2 separate regions of the Mus musculus genome follow, and region 1 is linked to region 2. Evidence: chromatin contacts called from public promoter capture Hi-C data. All regions are on one chromosome and are shown on one strand. The core of a region is the stretch at or near the end of the contact, and the rest is flanking DNA. Distances in the headings are between cores, read along the strand shown. Region 1 holds the start of Ngly1 (N-glycanase 1). Region 2 overlaps Atxn7 (ataxin 7).

Region 1 (4,160 bases), core at 1,623-4,122, 2.1 Mb before region 2:
CTTTTCACCTAATTTAATAGAAATAATAATAATAGCAACCACCTCAGTAGTTGCGATATATGTGCCAGGTCATTTATGTTGGGTAGTCCTAGAATAGAGTATTTTTCTTCCTTTTATAAGGTAAACTTAAACTTGGAAATTATATGTAAATTGCCTATAATGACACTTAAAATAGTTGACTAAAATTGAAACTTACTGCTCTGGTTAAAATGTTTATACATATACCACCACACAAGCTGCCAGCAGACTCACCAACTTTCAATTACACTCAATTTCTCTACGTGTCAGTGGCAACCTACATTAAAAATTAGAAGTTTTTTGTCTTCTATTACTTCTTGCATTGTCATTGAAAATTCTCTTTCTCCATTCCATTGGGTTTATTGTTATGATTATGCAGTGACTTCATAATCAATGCCTGTTTCTTCTAATGGTTTCCTCCCGGAAACTCCACTGTAGAAACTGTGAGTCACCTTTGCCTATCCCTTCACTAAATGTCTCATGTTTGGTCTCCCTACTACCTCCTAACATAAAAATATAAAGACAGAGACATTAACACTGTCTTGGAATTGTTCTTTGATGTTACACTGTAGCTGTTTTTCAAACCTTTCTTCTCCCAAATACATTTATATTATTTGAACAAAGAAACTATGTTTGATTCTTGGTTCTTCACTCAGTACAGTTAATAGTCAAACACTATGTGTGCTTTGTAAACAAAACAGTACAATATCAAATATTTATATTAAAGAATAAATGAACTAGGGACAGGGGATCCATTTAGATGGTAGAGTGCTTGCCTCCCATTCATTGAGCCCTGGCTCAATCTGTGGCAGCTCATAACAGCAATTGTGGTAGCCCACACCTGTAACTTAGAGGTGTAGGTAGGAGGATAAGAAGTTCAACATTATTCTTAGGTACATGAAAAGTTCTAAACCAAACTCTGGTTCATGAATCAAATTAGCTAAGCAGCTCACCTGTGATGTCAGGAAAACTAATACAGAGTTGCTTTGTTTTGCTCTTGATAAAGTCCATAGTAAGCTCATCTTATCTAAAATGGGTGGCAGCTTTTGCATACAAATTAGCACACATTTCTTTTGGAGCTTATTTAGATTTATTACTGTTAGGATATGATAAATATTCAAGCAGAAATTTAAGAGTATTATTTCATTGTAGATTTCAGTGACAAGTATCTACTTCAAAACAAGCTAATGCATTTTTATTTGCATATCCATTCTATAAATTGTTCTGATACTGAGGCAAATGAGATGCTGGGACAATATGCCTTCAATAGTGCCTCCACTATGGCACTAGTGGGTTTAAAAGAAAATAGCAATGCAAAGAGGAACCTGATTTTCTCTACCAAATTACAGAAGTATAATTATAATGTGCGGTCAGGGACCAGGAAGACATGGAGCTTTTCCTTAAGAGTTAAGAAGTCACTGGATTTGGACATGAAGAAGCAGGATATCATCTCCCAACCAAGCCAGACCTTGAATTCTAAGAACACAAGGACACTTGTTGAAAACAAACTAAAGGAGCATTTTCTCACATCAACCTGAATCATTTCTCTTACAAACTGCTCTAATTTCCTTTATAAAACAAAAACTCCAAGATCAGAAATGTAAGCCACAGTAAAGGCTGTAAAATGAACCAGTTTCTTTAAGAAATTTAGTAAATATTCATAATGATGGTCATGATCCGAAATAACTGTCTGCATGCAAAGCTATCTTTCAAAGTACTCTGATCTTAGCATCTTTGGTTTCATTGTACTAACAGAATCGAAATGTCTTTACAAATCCATCCTTCTCTTATGTATGGGGGTGGGAGGTTGAAGACTTAAACAATTCAGTATGAAACGCCAGCTGTGGGCTCTGGAGAATCAAGCTTATGAGTTCTTTCAGACACCTTGTACTCTGAGGTGCTGTGAGATCTCAGGGTTAAGCTGAGGTGTCATAAAGGAGGAAGGCCATCTTCACACAAGTCACAATTATGTGCAAGCCCAAATGCTGCATAACATCTGGCATAGAATCACATTATATTCCCTTTTCAAATATATTTTAAATATCACTAATGTCACCTAAATGAAGAATTATGGTTGTGGTGGCACACACCTGTAATCTCAGCTTTTGGTAGGTCGTGACTGGCATGAGTTCTGGGGTACAGATCAAGTTCCATGCCAGTTTGGGGTACAGGACAACACCTCAATGTCTCTAACAACTAACTCTCTAAAGCTGGTCCGCATGAACTGTACAGCCTTTAAACTAAGAATTCCTACAGACTTCGGGTCGGTGTGTTTGTAAGAGCCAGCGCCCAGGGGCTCAACTGAAGTGACCTCCACTGTCTGCCCCTCCGCATCCCTTCCCCACACTCTTTGACCGGAGCGGCCATGGGAGGTGCTGACTCAAACTCCCAGCCAGTTGTGGAAAGTGCTGCACTCAGTACAAAGGTGACTTGACACAAAGTTCGTAACTTAAACTATAAATGTGTCAACCGCCAAACTCGGCGTGAACGTTTAACTGGCACTCGGGCTGAGCCACAGCGCCGGGATCCTGCAGCGAGATGGGACAGCACAGCTGTCAAACTCAGTGACAGCCTCGGCGGGCCCTCGTCGCCCAGCCCGCCCCGCCTCAGGCCCGAGTGTCCGCGGCCCCGCCCGCCTGCGGCCCTCAGGCTCGAGGGCCCCGGCTGCACCTCAGGATGTTGTCGGCGTAGGTGAGCAGCAGCTTGGAGGCCTCCAGAAAGGTCTCCGGGGTGTTCTGGCATAGCTCGGCCACGGCCGGGGACGCAGAGCTCGACGAGCTGCCCAGTGTGGCCGACGCCATGGCTGCGCCGCGGCCTTCGCCACCTCGCGCACCGCGGCCCGCACTGAGCAGGCGCTGAGGAGCGCCTAGGCCGCCGCAGAGGCCTGCGGCCAGAGGGCGGGGCGAGGAGCCGAGGGGCGGGGCGTTCCGGGAGGGGCTAGGGGCGGGGCGAGCCGCGGAGAGGCCGGTTGCGAACGTTGGGGTACGGGGTACAAGGGGCCGAGCCAGTGGAGTAGATCTCGAGCTGTGGTGGCTGCTTGTGTCGGGTAGGGTCCCAGAGATAATTGCACAGCCTTCTTTTTACGGTAGATAAAAGTCTTTTGTGGAAGAAAAGACTCCAGAAGACCGAGCAAGTTTTTGTTATGTCTTTTTTTTGGGGGGTGGGGTGGGGTGGGGGCGGTTATGGGGAAGGGAAAGTGATCATGGTCTGTGGCCTAGGCTGGGCTCACACGGGAATTTACTGCAGTCTTGCCCTTTGGTTACTAGTGTCCGGCTTCAAAAACAGAGCATAGCTCAGAACTCTTCTGGGTTTCTGATTTGTGTATTTTCCGAATTCTGTTGATGAAAACTCAGTTGTTGCTCACAAGGTATGATTCTGATGCAAGGAGCATTTTGGGAGTGTCCTATGGATACTCGCATAAAACCCATATACAATAATAGAATAAAATGAGGAACAAACAAGTAAATAAAGTTTATATACACATTGTATCCTTTGACTCATACTGGCATATCCCTTACCAGTATCCTTAATTTATCTTAGAAAGGGAATCACTAACCTCCTTAGCTGATGCCCTTGTCACTGACATCAACCCTGGAAATTGGCTCCAGCACTGAGCTTCATACTCAGTCCTCATTACTTCTTTTTCTTCTTCAGAAGAGGGTTTCTCTGCATAGTTCTGGGTAAAGTGGAACTCCAGCTATAGATCAGCTTGAACTCAGATCCACCTGATCACTGCCTCCTGAGTACTGGAATTAAAGGCTTGTCTACCACTACCTGGCTTTTTTTTATTACTTTTTAATGTTGAAATGCCACTAAGAGTGCACTTGACCTTGATTTGTAGTCAGGAGTTTTCCATGCTCCACTCACCTTGAATAGCTGGAATTACATATATGAATCACTAGCACGTAGCAGGTACTTGTTGGCTTTGTGTTTTAAAGATATTTACTTATGTGACCTCGTTTGACACTTTATTATCTGTTGTTTTTTAATGTTTCTGGGCAATTTCTTCGGAGAATTTTCAAGAACTTCTGAATATTCATCTGTAAAATATACCTACATTTTTAGCACTTAGGTTTGTAGACCAACTTCAAGAATATTGTTTTCAGCTAGGCATGTTGGCAAATCCCAAAACTTGGAAGGTA
Region 2 (4,110 bases), core at 133-2,632:
CATGACCCAAATTGTCCAACAGGTACGTAAGCTGTAGCTGACTTTTAAAATGGGGGGGTGGGGGTGGTAAAGAGAAAATTCACATGTGAGCGCAGCTCTGCAATTTCTCTTTAAACTGGCGACAAGACAGGAAAGAGCTGCTACATACCCGTGGGACAATACCCATGCCCACCCTCCCTAAGCACTGTTAGTCCCTGCTGTCTAGAACGACCACCTCAACCTTCAGCATTCCCATCAGTTACCTGTGAGGAGAAGTAAGGTGAACACAAGTGTAACGGTCTACATGAAGGTGGGGTACAATGCTGCCCCCTCTCCTGGGAGGATACTACACTCAGAGGCAGTTCTGAGGGATGAGTATATTGTTTCTTGCTGTGTTTGTACTTCTGCTACATGAATCATAACTATGAGTAACTACAAAACACACTAAGAGCAAAGTTCATATTTGCAATAAGGCCAACACAAGCAGCCAGTTTGAAAATAAGTAGCTATCTCCCCCAGTAATTCTGACATTATCAATTCACATAAATACTAAAAAAAGTAAATTACAATAGGAAGTGCCTTCTTATTTTCTGAAAAATCCCTAAGCAGTTAAATTCTGAGGATGAGGAAAAGGGAAAATAACATAAAAGAGAGCCTCACTTTTTAAGTCAGGGCTCTGGGGTGCTGCTTCTGCAATTCCTGTTCGTAAGCAAGGAGAGAAGATATCCTGATGGATGAAATAACAGGATGAGAGATGAGCTGGAAGTGGTGCAAAAGAGGCTGGAACACAGAACTGTGTGACTGACAGTCAGAAGGAGCCAATGGAAAGCCAGGAACAGACAAGACACAGCACAAGAAGTCACGACTACTCTGAACCCAGTTAGCCACCTCCCGCTCATGGGAAGCACGATACTGTCTTCTAAGTATGCACTCGGAACAGGCGTCAAGCTCCAGCCACGCCGGCACTAATCTTCTCCCCTAACTCTCTTGAAAATAGAAAGGGGTGCGAGTTAACCAGAATGCCTGGAACTGCTCAAGAGGAGACGCATCCTAAGGTTGGTTTGTTGGTTTGTTTGTTTGTTTTGTTGTCTTAAGTCATTGTTGCTTACTACGTCAGTTTGACTTCAGCCTGGAATGTCTGTGCAGACAGACAATGCTCTCTGCCTCCATCTCTAACAGCATCAGGATATTGCCTCTCTGCATAACCTTTCCTGCTTGACGCTTACTCAGGAACACTGTTGCAAGGCATTGGACATTCGGAGGAGATTCCCCTTCACACGGACATGGGCTCTCCTCTGTTAAAGATTACCACGAAAGCTGGGCATCCATTATAGGCAAACCAACCAACCCAACCAGAATTTTCAGAACTGGCCAAAGTCCCCAAGAAAGAGGCAACAAACACGTCCAGATCAGAGTCCACTTCCTACCTGATGGAGGAGGGAATTGTTCGTCAATCCTTGTGCCCCTGAGATGTTGCCTGTGTGTTTCATGTGGACGTTGTTCATAGCTGGCAACTTGGCAACCTTTGTGGGTTTGCTGCCACTGTTGCCAACAGTGCTAGAGCCTGGAGAGCACTTTCTTTTCTTCCCTATGAGTTTGTCTAGAGGAGTGTGTGAGTGTGGGTTGACAGGCAGTTCACTAGCCTGGTGGATGAATGGGCCGAGAGAGAGAGTGGAGTCGCTGCTGTTCACCATTACACTCATCCTCTTGATGGGCTCTGCAGAGCTCACACCAGCGGGACCCCGCCCTGCCTGCTCATGCCGGAGGCTCACCGAGTGTGTTTTATTTGTCACACAGTTGAGGCCGATGCTGTGGGAAGATGGTGCTGTTGACAGGTATGGAGTCCCAGAGTGAGCCACACAGTTTTTCCTAAAAGAGTTCACGGAATGAGAAGAGGAGGAGGAGGAGGATGACGAAGAGGAGGAAGAAGGAACTAACAGTGGGGAACTGTTTTTGCGTTTCTTTCCTGAGCCACCACTGGTACTGCTACTGGCATTGTGACAGTTAGTGCTGAGAGCAGAAGATTCCTTGGGCCTTATAGACTTGCTAGGTTTCCATTTCTGAGGTTTTCTGGACAGAGGGGAAGAGGGGACGGAAGAGAGGCCCGAGGGCGTGGAGGGGGGTGAGGATGAAGCCGACACTTGTCTGGACTGCACACTGCACACAGGGTCCATCGCCCCAGAACCAGCAGGCTGTGCATTTAGCGTCGTTCCATGAGCTGGTACCGATTTGCTATTTGGGGAGATGCAGGTGGACGACAGCAGGACTGGAGGCGCGGAGACAGTGGTTGCTGCTAAGTAGCTGATCCCACCTTGTGATGTCGGCACAGAATTTGTCCGGTGAGGAACACGGGCAGAAACAGGTGATGTGGTACAGGGCACTGGTGGGATTTTCCTGTAAAAAGGAGATATGATGGGTGAGAATTACCAAAGCTGGTCACACATACTTCCCATAATCACAGCTGCCATGAATGGTTTTGGATGGGCACCCCTTTATATTTGGTATTGAGAAACATATTCTCACCAAGATCAATCAATCTAAAAACACAGACTCAGTCCTGATGGATTGCTCCTTCCAGTTCTTTATGCTTCCTGGGGAACGTGGAAGCATACTCTGTCTATGTAGAGTTCACACGCTACAACCCTAGCTTCAGACCTCCACTGCTGACACTTAGCAAGCACTCTTTCTTAAGCCTCAAGCACAAGCCACAATGAAAGAACTCTCAACTCATCACGTGAAGAAGTCTGCACTGAACACCATGCCTTGCTTGCATCTGTCTAAGGCCCCTGGTGATAGACTTTGTAGACCTGGAAATGACTTTTAATATGTGACTGTAAATCATCTACTCCTTTTCAGATGTTGTAACAGACGTCTTATGTACCATTTACCCATACGGCCTAGAATCTAGTATCCAAACACTGTAAGGATTCAAGCAAGAACGAGTTACTTCATCAACAGGCAGATTGTGACTACCGGCCAGGACACTGCACAGGAGACAAATCCAAAGCAGACTTGTTTGAGTGTTATAACAAAGTATTTTGTTCATAACGCCTGGGCAAAGTACTCAGTAGGGGATGAGAAACCTATCTGGAGAGTCAAACACAGGAGCTCTCCCTTTTATTTTAACTCTGAGTTTAAAAAAAAAAAAAATTTAAAAAATGTGACAGCCTAAAAGAACAAGAAAACCTAGAAAGCCTGATAGTAGCATTAAAGCTCAGGTGGTAACAGCTGGACAGAGGTGCAAGCCATGATCCCAACCACTCGAAAGCTTGACGATGCCATCTCAGGAGCCAAGTAATGATCCTTATGATACAGGAAATTTCAAGAGAGTACACAGACCTTAGTCAATTTTCAGATCTCTCTAACAGACTGCAATGTGGATCCCACGATAAGAAGCCTGGCTCTATCCTTGTGAGACACACAAGTATTGCTTGAGAGGTTTGTAACAATGTGAATTCCTAGAATCAGTATCTCCACAAGGTACCCAGGCTAGCTCTCAAGAGTAGGTTGCTAACTGAATGCAGTTCCGGCTACGGCCACTAGGTGGATCGTGGGACTCAAGAGTAGGTTGCTTACTGGATGCAGTAACTGACGATAGCCACTGGGTGGCTCGTGAGGCTGAGATTTAAAAACCAGGCCTTCTGAAATCCTGGGGGGAAATTCTTCCTCCACAGGCAGCATCTGAACGTCTTGAAACAATATAACTGCTTTCTCTTTTTAAAGGCTCTAAAAAGCTAAGTAAATATATTCAAGAAAATAACAGAGTACTCTATGTGGAGACAGGGGAACTGACATTCTGAACTGTAAAAATACCTTTCGGTGACACCCCAGGCCATTCCCAGACCAATACAGGGCTAGGGTGCACAGAAGTCACAGGAGCTTGAGATGGCTTTTGAGTCACGGCAATGCTCCAGAAAAAGCATTGGTCAAACTCCACAATTGCGCAGAGTACCCAGGAGCTACAGGGGATGTGTTTTAGGTTCACCTTCTGTCTCTACTGACACCCGTTTACTGGAATAAGCAACTAAAGGGTAACGGGACAAGAATGCTGCTTTAAATAGGGCAGTTCCTGTTTGGGTGAAAGGTGCTAAGCTCACCCAGTATATGAAGGTCTGTGGGGACAAGCTGCCT

Evidence for each region. Promoter capture Hi-C pulls out the DNA fragments that hold promoters and counts their contacts.
Region 1: a promoter capture Hi-C map of liver shows a contact between it and region 2, with 5 times the contacts expected there. The contact joins the promoter of Ngly1 here to the enhancer-like site in region 2. A contact is called at or near these places in 3 of 39 promoter capture datasets (hippocampal neurons, liver and pre-B cells), 6 of 115 datasets of contacts at active chromatin or transcription factors (astrocytes, bone marrow-derived dendritic cells, extraembryonic endoderm stem cells and 3 more) and 2 of 9 other capture datasets (liver and macrophages).

The regions. Positions count from the first base shown.
Region 1 is chr14:16,248,026-16,252,185 of GRCm38.p6, reverse strand. Ngly1 (N-glycanase 1) reads right to left here and starts at 2,872. Exons shown (of 12, transcript NM_021504.3): 1 at 2,689-2,872. The coding sequence starts at 2,819. It also overlaps a transcript of Oxsm not described here.
Region 2 is chr14:14,098,198-14,102,307 of GRCm38.p6, reverse strand. It overlaps Atxn7 (ataxin 7), which reads right to left. Exons shown (of 12, transcript NM_139227.4): 11 at 1,407-2,373. Among named protein-coding and RNA genes, the nearest start is that of Psmd6, 21 kb to the left of the region's middle. Within about 2 kb of position 1,382, at least 7 of the 459 cell types and tissues checked have an H3K27ac peak or open chromatin away from gene starts, as enhancers often do. A contact at or near this core is called in liver, where this site is marked.